Linked DNA regions of Gossypium hirsutum: regions 1 and 3 are each linked to region 2. The links are chromatin contacts, called in public Hi-C maps. All regions are on one chromosome and are shown on one strand. The core of a region is the stretch at or near the end of the contact, and the rest is flanking DNA. Distances in the headings are between cores, read along the strand shown. Region 1 holds the start of LOC107962986 (wings apart-like protein 1). Region 2 holds the start of LOC107962287 (caffeoylshikimate esterase). Region 3 holds the start of LOC107962985 (splicing factor 3B subunit 2).

The links. A called contact is a pair of places that touch in the nucleus more often than the background predicts.
Region 1: a contact with region 2 is called in a Hi-C map of leaf, with 2.9 times the contacts expected there. The contact joins the promoter of LOC107962986 here to the promoter of LOC107962287 in region 2. A contact is called at or near these places in 11 of 34 Hi-C or Micro-C datasets (anther, callus, fibers and 3 more).
Region 3: a contact with region 2 is called in a Hi-C map of leaf, with 3 times the contacts expected there. The contact joins the promoter of LOC107962985 here to the promoter of LOC107962287 in region 2. A contact is called at or near these places in 2 of 34 Hi-C or Micro-C datasets (both in leaf).

The regions. Positions count from the first base shown.
Region 1 is chrA06:90,649,099-90,653,905 of Gossypium_hirsutum_v2.1, forward strand. LOC107962986 (wings apart-like protein 1) reads right to left here and starts at 2,090. Exons shown (of 14, transcript XM_016899592.2): 1 at 1,337-2,090; 2 at 202-301. The coding sequence starts at 1,866.
Region 2 is chrA06:91,201,690-91,206,497 of Gossypium_hirsutum_v2.1, forward strand. It overlaps LOC107962287 (caffeoylshikimate esterase), which reads left to right and starts at 2,887. Exons shown (of 1, transcript XM_016898604.2): 1 at 2,887-4,237. The coding sequence starts at 3,197. The coding sequence ends at 4,147. It overlaps LOC107962286 (helicase-like transcription factor CHR28), which reads right to left. Exons shown (of 12, transcript XM_041115684.1): 12 at 4,297-4,808.
Region 3 is chrA06:90,499,252-90,503,649 of Gossypium_hirsutum_v2.1, forward strand. LOC107962985 (splicing factor 3B subunit 2) reads right to left here and starts at 1,280. Exons shown (of 18, transcript XM_016899590.2): 1 at 900-1,280; 2 at 465-584; 3 at 248-376; 4 at 81-143. The coding sequence starts at 1,172.

The DNA.
Region 1 (4,807 bases), core at 840-3,339, 550 kb before region 2:
GTCATTTACAAAGACTCTATGTGCAGAACTAATTGAACTAAAAAGTATTGGTTTTGTCATTGTCAACTTTTACTTTAGTCCTGGATCAACACCTTCTCACAAGAACCCCATGTGTGCATAAAATCCTCAACTATTGAGCAGAAATTATGTATAGATTTATAAATAGACAATAAATGCAACTTCAACTGCTGAAAAACGTACATCATTGGTAAACACGTAAAAAAGGGCCACAGCAGCAAGGTTGCTTGGGATGTCATCAAAGTTGAGCCCCATTATAGCATCAATTATTGTTTTTTCCATCCTGAAAAGAACATGTTTGCAAAGCCAGTGTAAGGACAACAAAGAGCGTCACAGTAATTCTTCCTTCCAGAAGACAATAGGATATTCATGCGTATGTTTGGTCTAAAAGGAAAACCACTCCATCTTTATCTTCACATTCTTTTAGAGTGAAACAAGCACTGAACCAGTAAATGAAGATTGAATAAGCTGAAAAAAATCAATTGACAATCCCTAAAAAGAGACAATAGACGATTAACAAATTACACGGCTGCAGGAAATGGCACCTATACTTTTTATACCATACATAATGTCTTACCAAGTTGTTTTCATGAGTCAAGTTACTCCAACTCAGCTAACAGTTACTCAAGAATCAAATAAAATTAAGGATGTTATGGTCTTTAATTTATTTTTACCTATTTTAAAAAAACTATCCACTCCTAGAAAATCTACCTATTTAGCTTTCTACTTTTCAAAACAGACAAAGAAAAAACTGACGAAGTAATTGAACCACATTCTAGTAAGGAAAAAAAATATAACAGAATGTAACAGTCCTTAATACTACTGGAAACACAAACTAACCACCAAAGGAATTCTTTAAATTAATAACAAAATCAAATTCTATCCATAAACTATCAAAAACATCAATAACTTACGCAATCCCCAAAAGGGAATGCAAGACCGCCAACCCTTTACAATTTCTAATAAACTACGTTTTCATCCAAGACCCAAATCTTTGATACATTTATCTTTCCTTTAACTCTATCGGAAAGCCAAATATAGTTGAATAGTCTATAGACTCCCAGAAGGGAATTCAAAATTTCAAATATGCTTAACGTCCCTAAAATTACTAATCCATATTATCCCCCATGTCTAAAACAAAAGGCCAAAAAGAAGCAAAATGCACCTTAATCCGTTTGAATCAACAAAGTTATTTCATAACCAAATTTAAATTAAAATTTCAAAATTCCACCCTAAATTAACACTACCCAGATGCCAATATCAACAGATTTCAACGAAAGAACCTAAAAACCAAAAACCATCAAGAATTTCAACATACCCATGAGTTCTCAACAGTCTCCTCTGTTGGGCAGTGGCGCAAATCGAAAGCAGAGACAAAAGACTCGCTCTTCTGATCCTCACTGGCTGGCCTTTCTTTAACCCATCAAGCGCGAAATTAACCTCGTCAACGTGCTCCATCATTTCCCCGAATTCTTGAGCCTCCATCAGACTCGAAGTCGGCGAAATCCACGGCATAGAAGAATACCCTACCTCGTTCTTGCTCTGGTTTTGCTTCTGTTTCTTGGATCTTCTAACATCACCGTTTCTTGGATCTTCGAATTCGAAACATCTTTGGGTTGGTTTAACGGGCGCTTTTATTTGGTTCTTGTAGTCGTCGTCGATGAATTCTTGAGAGGACGGCCATAAGGAAGAGGATTCCTGGGTGGTAGTGAAAGGGAAATCGTAGATGTCCTGAGACGGCAACGTTTCTTGGGACAAGGGAGGGGAGTCGGAGACGTCGTCGTCTAGGGAGTCGGAGAATGTCCTGGTTAAACCACGGTTACGGCGACCGTAGGTTCGGACGATCATTGTTCGGAGTCTAGATTTCTTTAAGGTGGCGGCGTTTAACCTGGATATGGCATTGAGAAGAAAGATAAGGGTATTTTGGGCAAAAAAGAAAACAAAAATCGAGATTTTGAAATGAAACGAAGCTCTCCCTTTCTCTTTCTGTCTCTCTCTCTTTCTTGGACGGTGGAGCTGAGAGAAAAAGAAAAGAAAGGTTTTAGGACAAATTAGAAGAGAGAAATCTGGGTCCGGTTGGGATTTTGATTTGGGTCCGGTTTGGTCCTGAAATGAGAGGAAATTACCTAGGGCCGACGCTAATAGGAGTGGATGGGCCGTGACACCAAATATATTGAATTTTTCTTTAATATTTATATTAAATATAAAAATAATTTATCCATTTCAAAAATTAATTTAATGAAGTATAAATTAGAAAAATAAACCCTTGAGGGTCAAACAACCTCCCAATAAAAACCAATAAATATAGCAATTAAAAAAATTACATCCAATTGAGCTTTCAATTATAAAAAGATATTCTTTTATTAACAAAAATTATTAGTAATTGATTTGATTATAATGAAAAATTGACATGTAGTAAAGTATATTAAAAGTGACATGTCATGTAAAATATAAAATATAAAATCTTAATAAATAATACTAAAAAAGTTCACATTTAAAGAACAATTTAGTATATTTTTAAGTTTTAGTTTTCTGTAATTTTGATTTTGATTTCTTTTACAACTTCTAAGTTTTTTTTTCTTGAATATTGTAAAAAAGTTTAATTATTTCTTAGGTTCCTTCGAAAAGTTACTTTTCAGAATATGTGACATATACGAGTGTTGAGTTAATAGTAGGCTAAATTAGGTAATTATGTCGTTTTTTAAATTAAGGTTATAAGTTATTTTTTTAAAAATTTAGGGAAATAAGTTATTTTTTAAAAGAGAAACAGAAAGCGTGCTCAGATGGACACGTTTTCCCTCAACGGTCATTTGAATGTTGGTCGTGCAACGGTAAAAAAGGACAATGGTCATTTTTGTTTACCTATAAATACCCCCAAATTTGTTTATTTTTCATTCACATAATATTCTCTCAATTCTTTCTAATCTCCTAACTTTCTCAATTTTCTCAAGTTCTTGTTCTAAATTTTTCGATATTCTCTTTTAAAAATATTAATTTTAATTATTCTGTATTTTATTTGTTCGAATTAAATTTTCACTAATAACAACCTCTCTAATTCGTTTCGACCATAATCACATTTCTGTCGCTCAAGCAGTAATGATAACACAAAAATTTAATTTTCGTTATTTTCAATTAAGTTAAATTTAATTTTTTTATAAATAAAAATAATTTTTTGTTGTTATAAATAAGCAGATGACTATGTTTTGGAGGCGTTCATACATAATTTGTCAAAGCCTCCAATTACTAAAATTCATGGTTACTTGCAATAGGCGGGATTCTTGCATACATCTCATATGTTCGAGGGCTGCAAACTTGACCATAGACTCACAGCGCGTTGGTGGAAAGATGGAGGCCTGAGACACATACTTTCTATCTTCCATGTGGCGAGTGTACAATCACACTAGAGGACGTGGCGTTACAACTCGATCTACCGATGGATGGACCGATCGTTACGGTAACAACAATTATCCCCGATAAAAAAGGATCTTTGTGCAGCATTATTAAGGAAGGTCACGGACAAGTTTGATAGTGGTCGAATATTGATGAAATGGTTGGCAAAAAATTTTGATAAGCTTCTTATAGATGCGATTAAGGTCGTCAAAGAACAATACACCCAATCATTCATTCTTCAATTAATCAACGGCATTTTAATTCCCGATAAATCTCAAATTTTGGTACACATAAGGTGGCTACTACACCTAGTAGACTTCAAAGAATGCAAAAAATTGAGTTGGGATCACCCGTGTTGGCTACGTTATACCAGGAGTTGTATTGGGCCATAGAATCGGGTAAGATGTCAATCAGTAGTTGCCTGCTTCTGCTACAATTTGGGTATCGACAACAAATTCTACCAGCACCGCGAGACTTAAAGAAGTTGTACAAGGTGAACATGTGGGGGAAGAACGACGAGAATTGGCGAGAGATGCACAAGGACTACATCTAGGCTTGGGATCGTATGATTGATTTCTTACCCATCTGCAAACCATTTTTCTTGGTGGCCACGGCGGCTTGTTTGGAGTACTTGTTGTCGTCCAGAGTTGCCTATAAGTCATATCTACTATCAATGGAGGTGAAGAGTAGGCAACTTCACTAGAAGAGGCAACGACAACCACCCTAGTAGCAACGTAAGGCCAAATGCGGTCGCACGGCGGGTTCATCATCGATTCCGCTCGAAGAAGCACTGTCTATATCTACGCAATATCCCGGTCAGTTCATTCTACTTATTCTTGTTCATTTCATTAACCCCATGTTCTTTTCACAAGCATCGCACTATACACAACCACTGCATGTTCTCGATTTTTCTCTTCCCACAAGTACATATTTTAGGGCACCGCCGATGTCTCTTACATTCTACACCCTGATGTCGACGTCAATGCCAGTGTATCCGGGTTTTGTGGCGCCTTACAGTTACACATCGATAATAACACAAACACCACCAGCATCATTTTTTTATTGGGGTGGGTCATCAGCGCAACAATTTGTTGGTAGAGTGAATGATACATGATTGGAGGCGAAGACGACACCTTACTTGAGCATGAAAGAATGATATGGAGATGAAGGTAAAAATGAAGACGAATACGAAGATGACCACGATGACGATGACGATAATAAAGATAGAGATGAGCAAGAGGGTGGGGGTGAAGGCGATGATGATAAGGACAATACAGTAAGGAAGTTTATAGGCCCGCATCTCTGGTTGTACATAGAAATCCTCCTTGCGAGTGTCGTCTACTGACCTATGGCACACATTCTATCCCCACGACATGATTGATGTAATTTTTTATTACTA
Region 2 (4,808 bases), core at 1,637-4,136:
CATGAGTCTAGTTTCAGGGAAAAATCACAAAACTAATTTTCGAGTTGTGAAACTCAAGATATGATTTTTGAAGCGACTAGTACTCAGACTGGGTAGTGTCTGGAAAATTTTTTAAAAAAGTCTGTCAACACCTCGTATTCGACTCCGGTGACGGTCTCGAGTTCGGGGTGTTACAAAAGGCATGTGAAGACAAGCATTCAAAAAGAAAATCTAAAGCAATAAACATAAAAGAAACAAACTTTAACAAGTGTAAAATAAAATAAACTAAAATACATTAAACTAAATCTGAAAATGTCTTACAACCTAGGTACAGGGACTAAAAGTACAAATAACCCTAATTTACAGTGATAACTAACTTAACTAGCACTAAGAACAACTAAAGCAAAGAAAGGTTAAATCTACAATCAAGGAAATGAACATAAGAAACCCTAGAAGAAGAGAAAGAAATGCTAAGAGAAAACCTAGAAAAAACTAAATCTAAACTAAGCTAATATGGCATTTTTCCTCTCTCAGCCAAATTTTAGCTGATATAGCAACTATTCTGACCTAATCCAAAAAAAACCCTTAAATGAGCTTTCAATGATTACTGCTTCGGGTGGACAAAGACTACCCTTCTTATCCATTTTTCTTCTGTCACAATATTGGTATCGCGATACCAAAGAAGAAGATATCACGATACCTTAGAAAATTTTGAACTTGGGGTGCTTCTTGGCAGGTGGATATCGTAATACCACTAAAAGGTGGTCTCCAATCCTAGGTTTGTTGGAGGTATTGTGATTCCAAGGTTTGGATATCGCAATACGCTCTCCTTTGGTCTCGTTCTTGCTCAATTTCAATCTCCAACATGTCCCTACATAAGTTAACCATAAGTTGAGGCCCCCAATGGCACTACTGGCCAATTTGGGGTCTTAAAATGAGTAAAAACAAGACATATACACTTTTTAACTTAAAACCTAAAAACTACGAAAAACTTCAAAAAGGACACTACTTTGCTTGAGAATAAGCTCCATAAATGTATCGGGAAAGTCTAATTTGTCATATCAAATTATGACATATCAAGGGCAATAAAAGATCTAACAATAAGATTTAAGAGATATGTACAAGGGAAAATAAAAGAACAAAGAATTTAAGGTTTTTCTCTTGACTTTGATGCTTGGATATGTCTCTATTGAGTCTTAAAGTATTCTTGATGAGTGTTTATACCAAAGTATAAGTTTGTAGACATTTATCGCCATTGGAGGTAATTTGAAACCGTTGCAAGCATGAATTTTGGAATGAAAAAAAATATTTCTACTACTAAAGTCTTGATATTTATCAAGGAGGTATCAGTACTTAGATAAAAAGTAACCATTGAGAGGCTAAGTCTCGAGACTTGCAAACCCAAGTCTTAAGGCTTGCCTAGTAAGTCTCAATATCATGCCCTTTTAGAAAATGTTGTTAGCTATGACTTGTAAAAACCCAAATATTGATACTTAGCTACCAAAATGCCTTTGAGAACATTTTATGTAGCTTTTAAATACTTTGGTATTGACTAAAGAACATTTGGAACATTATGAAACACATATAGAATATGTTTTTGAGTTTTTGCAAGTGCTGAAAATACATTTAAAATGTTTGATAAAATTTTCAACCATATTTTCATGACTTAGGAAATATATATAATTTATCTTAACAATTAATGTATTTTTTTAAGAAACATAGCTCAAGAACTAGCTAATATGATTGAAAAGGAATAAATGGTTGAAATATTGAATCAAAAATCCATTCGATTGGATTTTAATTTTTTTATTTAACCTCATTTTGAAAATCTCAAAAACATTAACTAATGATAATTAAGAAATATTTATAAAAATAAAAATATAAAAAAATATTAAGACATAAGAAATATATATTAACAAAAATATTAATAAAGAAAATAAACCAAAGTACAAGAAAGCCCAGAAGATTATATGAGAAATTGAAAACAGAACCGAATTTTTTTGTTAAAAAAATCCAAAATATTAAATAAAATTAAATTAAAAAAAACCCCTCCTATTTTACATTCTTTTCGGTTTTGTTCCAAGTTTATAATTTTAAAAATTCTTACTTTTATTTCTCAGTATTAAGTTAGTTTTTTTTTATGGATTCGAATAAATAATATTTAATTCAGATATAATTATCAAACTGTATGTATCAATTGTTTAACATTATTTTACTTTTATAAATAAGATATTTAGATATCATCTTCACTTTTTCAATTTTCTATAAATGCTTTTTTTTTAACTATTTTTTAAAAGAATATTAAACTTGGATATTTAGTGAATTCAGATATTTGGTGGGCAATGCTATCCAAATAGAATTCAAACTTGGATTGTAATAATAGATTTAATGCGAATAAAATATAAAATTATCTTGAGGTGGGGATTAAGATATTACTAAAATTGTACATACCCTCAACCCTAAAATTACTTTTAAGAAAAAATATATATAAATGTTCACGAATCAGGAAATTCGTCATGTCTCATTAGCCTGCTCACTTATGTTGAGTTTAGGTTTTTTTTTTTTTCTCTTTTTCAATTTCAAGTGAATCTGCTTGATTGATGGTTTATAATAAAAAAGGTAAAAAAATAGTTTTATATTAATATTTATATAATTTTTAATTAAATATAAATAAAAATATTTTATTTTTATATAGTAAAATTAATTATATGAGTGGTTGAATTAATTTTCCCTATTTTTATATTTAATAATTTATTTAATTAAAGAACTGGTGATTTAAAACCTTTAATCACAAATTCACAATCATAAAGCTCAAAATGTTCACTTTTTGTCTTTCTGTTTGTCACATAATAATTTTTAGTTAATTATCTTTTTCTAAGTTGAACTAGCAGGAATATCACCCTGAGAAAAAGAAAAAAATGTATTTTAAGTACTATTTGTAACAACAAAGAATTTAAGTAAAAACACATAGTTTAGCACCAATTTTTAAGTCAAGCATTTAATATCACAAAGATGAGAAAAAAAATGTATAATTACACAAATCTACGATGAAGCCGAAGGTGCAAAGAGGAAGAAAGTCTATGTCTTGGTAGCCCAACTCAACCACTAGTCCAACCCAAGAGTAAAGAAACCTCTTTAAAGGACCAGCCACAAAACTATTTACCAATCAAAAGCAGACGCCCAAAACGATCTGATCTACTCAATCTTTTCTCCAAGGATGGTGGAACAAGAAGAAAACCTTCATTACTGGGGCGACATCTCAGAGGAAGAGTATTACAGGCTGCAAGGAATCAAAGGGTCAAAATCGTTCTACACTTCAACAAGAGGCCTCTCTCTCTTCACAAGATCATGGCTTCCACTCTCTGGCCCTCCACGTGGCATCATCTTTGGGATCCATGGGTATGGCAATGATATAAGTTGGACTTTCCAGTCCACATCAATCTTTCTTGCTCAGAAAGGGTTTGCCTGCTTTGCCCTTGACATGGAAGGCCATGGGAGGTCTCAAGGCCTTAGAGGCTATGTCCCACATGTTGATTTGGTTGTCCAAGACTGTCTCTCCTTCTTCAATCTCATCAAGCAAGATCCTAACTTTGGTGCTTTACCTTGTTTCCTTTATGGAGAATCAATGGGTGGTGCCCTTTGTTTGTTGGTTCATTTTGCTGATCCAAATGGGTTCCAAGGAGCTGTTTTGGTGGCACCCATGTGCAAAATCTCAGACAAGGTTAGACCCAGATGGCCAATTCCTCAAGCCCTCACTTTTATCTCCAATTTCTTGCCCACTTTAGCCATTGTACCAACCGAAGATCTTCTGCACAAATCAATCAAAGTAGAAGAAAAGAAGATTGTTGGGAACAAGAACCCAGTCAGATACAGAGGGAAACCCAGATTGGGGACAGTTGTTGAACTCTTGAGAGTGACTCAGCTTTTGAGTGAAAAACTGCGTGATGTAAGTATCCCATTCCTAGTAGTCCATGGGAGTGCAGATGTTGTCACGGATCCGGAAGTGAGTCGGACTTTGTACAAGGAAGCATCCAGTCAAGACAAGACCTTGAAGATCTATGAAGGGATGTGGCATTCCTTGTTGTTTGGTGAACCTGATGAAAACATTGAGATTGTTCGTACTGATATATTGTCTTGGTTGAGTGATAGATGTAACACAAAGATCTAAACTGGTTTAATTTATGCTGTTTCATTGGAACAACATTATGTTAATGAGGATTTGTAATTCAATTTCAATAAACTTATATATTTGGACCTATGAATTGGGATGTGCTATCATCATATTCGGGTATTCTGAAAAAAGAAAGTAACAATTAGTACAGGGATAAAGCATAAGGTTCTAATTCGCAATAATCAAGGTTTGACGTTAATGAATGAATACACTGCAGGGCCATAAATAGTATGCTCAAAATGACCGATGATGCTACAAATTTCAGTTTCTGTATCTTAGAAAAGAATAAGAAAATTAAAAATAGGGGACCTATCATTTACATAACTAAAAGAATAGCCCAGTTCCAACCCTATACCATCTTTGGAAGAGCCCTATCCCTATATCCATATACAATGTCATAGGTGATGTGAGGTTTGAGAACTATCAATGACCAACAAAACAAATTTAACTTTCCTTTTGTGACTATGTGGTATGAGAATTCTCATACTATTAACAGTGTGTGTTCAAAAACCCTTGCCCCTTGCCCCTTGCCCCTTGCTCCTTGCCCCTTGCCCCTTGCCCCTTGCCTGTCATAGCATCTGCTAGGCAGGGAAGACGGGTTGTGAAATGGTGTTCTACAGGAAGAAGTGGGAGATCCGACTGTCCATCCCCAACATAA
Region 3 (4,398 bases), core at 30-2,529, 700 kb before region 2:
GTTTTAACACTGGTTTAAAAACAAACAAGAGAGGAACAAGAAAAGAAGCAAACATCAAATAAACAGTAAGAGAAACATACTTCTACAACATCAGGCCTTGAGCAAATCTGTTTTAACTCAGCAATTTTCATCCGCCTTTGCAGCTGTCAACAATATCAAAACAAGTATTTTCAGTTTCAGTCTCATCAAAATGAACTACATATAATAACACAAATAATCTCAGAAAATATAAGGAGAAACCAAAAACCTTCTTCTTCTTATTTGATAAGCCACCTTTCTCTTTCTGTTGATTATCCTGCTCCTCCTCTCCTGAATCAGAATCAGCCCCCTTCTTTGCATCAGCATCTTGGGGAGACTCGTCCTTCTTGTCAGTCTCCTGTACAAATAGAATTACAAGTTTCTTTAGAGAACTAACAAGGAAATTCGAAAATTAATTGATCATATAAAACTGAATTTCATTTCACCTCAGAACCAGCAGCTTCCCAGAAGCTGAATTTTTCAAAAACCTTCCTAAATTCCTCATCAATGCCATCATCTAACTCAGCTTTTTCAGGAACGTACTCTACCTGAACTTCTTCCATTACCTACAGTGTCAAACAAAAGAAAATGCTTAGTTTACTTATAAACAAATGCAACTTACATTATGTAAGATTAGAGTGAAATATGCTGAATTTAAGAAAACAACAATAACAAAATAGCCATAAGAAAATTTTCAAACTACAGTTAAACCCAAAATAAAAACTCAATTCTATTCCATCTAAAGAAAATCGAAAATTCTTAAGTCACTATAGAACTTGTATTATGCACAAAGACATGCAAAAACCAGACGAAACAATCGATTCACTAAAAACATAGAAACCTCAAAACAAAAAAGAAGGGAAGGAAAAATAGCTGGATACCTGCTGCTGATAGGAATTCTTCTTTTCATCTTCGGCAGCGTCGCTGTCACCGGCTTCGGAAACGGGACCGTCTGCGGCGTCATTTTCTTGGTGGGAGGTATTCTTACTCTTATTCTTCTTCTGCTTGCGCCTTCTACGACGTCGTTCGCTCTCGCGGGACTTCTTGGAGGCGGCGGAAGGGTTGGAGATGGGGTTAGGGTTAGAGTTAGACTTATTCAGATCTCCGTTGTAAACGACGGAGCCGTTCTGGTTGGGGAGTATCTCAGCGGTCATCTCTCTTTGTTTAATCCGAGGAATGGATTGGCAAGGGTTTTGATTTCGAGAGCGAGTGGGAAATGGGGAAGATGAAAGGGAGGCCTAAATATAGCGAGGGATACCCACGTGTGGATATAATCGCACGTGACAAAAGCTGGGCCTTTATATAGTTATGGTCGGACTTGAGAGAAGTTGGGCTTTGAAGTTGTCTATTTTATTCCGCCTAATTTTTAATGGACCTTTGTATTTACCGAAATATAAGTTCCAGATTTTCCTAGGCCCGGTTGGGCCGCTATTTAAAAAGAAAGAAATCAAACTCTTCAACAAACACTCCAATAATTTATATTTTATGAGTAATAGAGTTCAACTTTTTTATCACTTTATATCAACGGGAAATAGGAATTAAATTATAAATTTTTAATAAGTTAAAATATAATTTTATTATTTATTAATTTTTAATTTCATCATTTTTAAATGGATTGAACAAATTTTTTTTTAGACTAAAATGTAATTTTAACTATATATTAACTTAAATTTTCATTGTTCATAAAGGTACCATATTACATTATTTTCATTTTTGGGGACCAAATTCACTCTGCCTATTCCTTAAATCTGCCCTTAATTATAGATAGGTTTAAATGTAAACCATTGACATAATTTACTTTGTACTTTTGATGTAAGATGAGCTCCACTATAAATAAAAGCATTCTTTGAATCATTCATAACTTGAATTATCAATGCAATTGAAAAAATTTATTCAAAACTCTTGAATATTAACGCCACGAGGCTAGCTCAACTAAAGTCCAAGTTCATAACACAAGCACATTTCATTATCTATTAATTTTAATTTTTTATCTATAATATATATAAAGTAGAGTTTGGGAAACCTTATTTTTTTTCTCCAAATCATTTGTTTCTTTTTGTTTTTGCCTAGCGGCAGTGTTAGCCTCCGAGCTAGTTATCGCCCACCTTTTTCTCTTGCCCATCAACCCTCTTTTTCTTTCTCCTTTACATTCACTCCATGCGTCTTCTCTCTTTTCAGCTTGCAGTTCTATTTTGTGGGTATCTTTGTTGTCTTTACAAGTTGTGATGGATAGATAACAGTGCTTATAATAGTTGAAACACTATCGACCACCGACAATTTCTTTTAGAAAATGAGTAGCTCTTCGTTGACTTCTTAATCTGTTTCTATTTTGAGAATTTCAGAATGATAAATGATTTCATGAGTCGGTTTGGACTCGTGTTATCTTAAGTTTTTGTTTTTTTGTTTGTTTTTCCATTATTTAATAAGTTTTCACTTTTAGAAGTTTTTATCTATTCTTATAGAATGCTTTTTAGTCTTGCTTATGCATGTAGTCTTATTTTTGCGAGTAATTTTAGGGTTGGTTTTGTCACCGTCCCCTCTAGTTTGGTGGATGTTCAATTCTTTTGTTGATTTATGCCCGCCGCTTTGGACCATCTAAGGTTGATTTCCTTATTGTATTAAGTGTTTGCAATCACTCGTGATATGTTGTACTTGAGTTGTGATAGAACCGATTGTCAACGTGCCATAATGTTCTATTGATGTTGAAGCTGAAGTTTTTGTTGTGTTGATAGAGCTTGTCCTTTAGCACGTACAATAGGTGTTTGTTATTTTTTCCCTTGAATTGTATGGTCTTATTAATTGAATAAATTAATGAATTTCTCTTCAAAAAATTACAAATTTGGAAAAAATTTTGAATAGACAAAAATACCATTTATTTTATACTATATTAGAGAATTGACATTTAAAAATAATATTTGCATAAAATCATAATAATGAAATAAACTAAATTGACATTTAAATAATAATTATTTAGATAAAATCTTAATAATAATTTATTTATCAGGGATTAATATGAATAATTAAACAAGCACTTTAGGAAGTTAATGATTAATGTGTTGATTAACGTCCCTATTAAAAAACAATAATAATTTAAGAAGTAAAATAACGCCTAATTATTTTGATAAAATCATAATTAATGTGATAATTAACTTCTTGATTTTATCATAAAATTAAATTAAAAATAATTAATAATTAAAATATAATAATATCTAACAACACTTAATTCACTTAAGCAAGTTTATTCATTCGATAACTTCATGATTTTATCCTAAATAAAAAATAATTAAATTAATTAATTAGTAATTAAGCTACTCGAGCACAAATACCTTTTTAGATCAAATATGTCAATAATAAATTATAATTTAATTTTGGGTTAATGAGGGATATATATAAATTTTACAAAAAATTTAAAGTTTTAGGTCCGTATTTCAAATATTAGGAAAATAAATCCTTTTTGGAGATAGAAGGCAAAACTACCTCTTGTAAGGAGCGGTTTTATCCCAACTGAATCGTGTCTCCCATGGCACGTTTTTAAAAATCGTGACCCTAATCCTAAACTCGAGAATTTCGGGATAAAATTTTTGAAATCCAAGAATTCTTGGGATAAAATTTATCCATCTTATCTCATCTTTTCCGTGACAAATAATAATGTTATCTTTAAAAACTTTTTCAAATAGATGTTTTTTGTTAGAAACATTTTTTTGACATGTCATATCCAATCTTTTTCAATATTTTTAAATTATGTTTCATATTTGATGTTAGAGTTTCCTATAAAATGAAGACATTTGTTGGAGAGGTTTTCATAGTTAAATTTCAAGTAGATTGCTTTCATAAGGAGATTTGCATAAGGAGAAGATTGTTGATGTTAAAAATCTGAAGTTCAAAAATTGACCCAACAAAGTAAATTAGTTTAAGTAAGTGTCATTGTTTGAATTTGGATAATGAATACTTATTTTTTCTATATAATGTTTTTGTTTTAAACATGTGAAACATATTTTTTAGGCGAAGATGAGTAGATGAATTAAAGCTACTATTTATTATGACGGTTAAATTTGTGACATCGATATTGGGATCATTTTTGTATCAGCCCAATTTACAAAATTGACTTTCAACCGAAGCATAAAATTGAACAAGTTTCGATTAAGAATAGAAAAAAAGTGTTGGCTTCAAGCAAGAGGATAATTTCAAGCTTGAAATATAGATATCCAATGTCACTGAACCCTATTAGATATGATATATTTGAGCTCAAAGGCAACATGGATGTCGGCACAATTCTCGATACGCATTGCTCTAGTGGAAATACTTTACTAGAGTTATATGTCCACTTTGTCGATGTTGAAGAAGGTGGTTTAAGTTCGACAATAGTTCCAGTAAATTTGT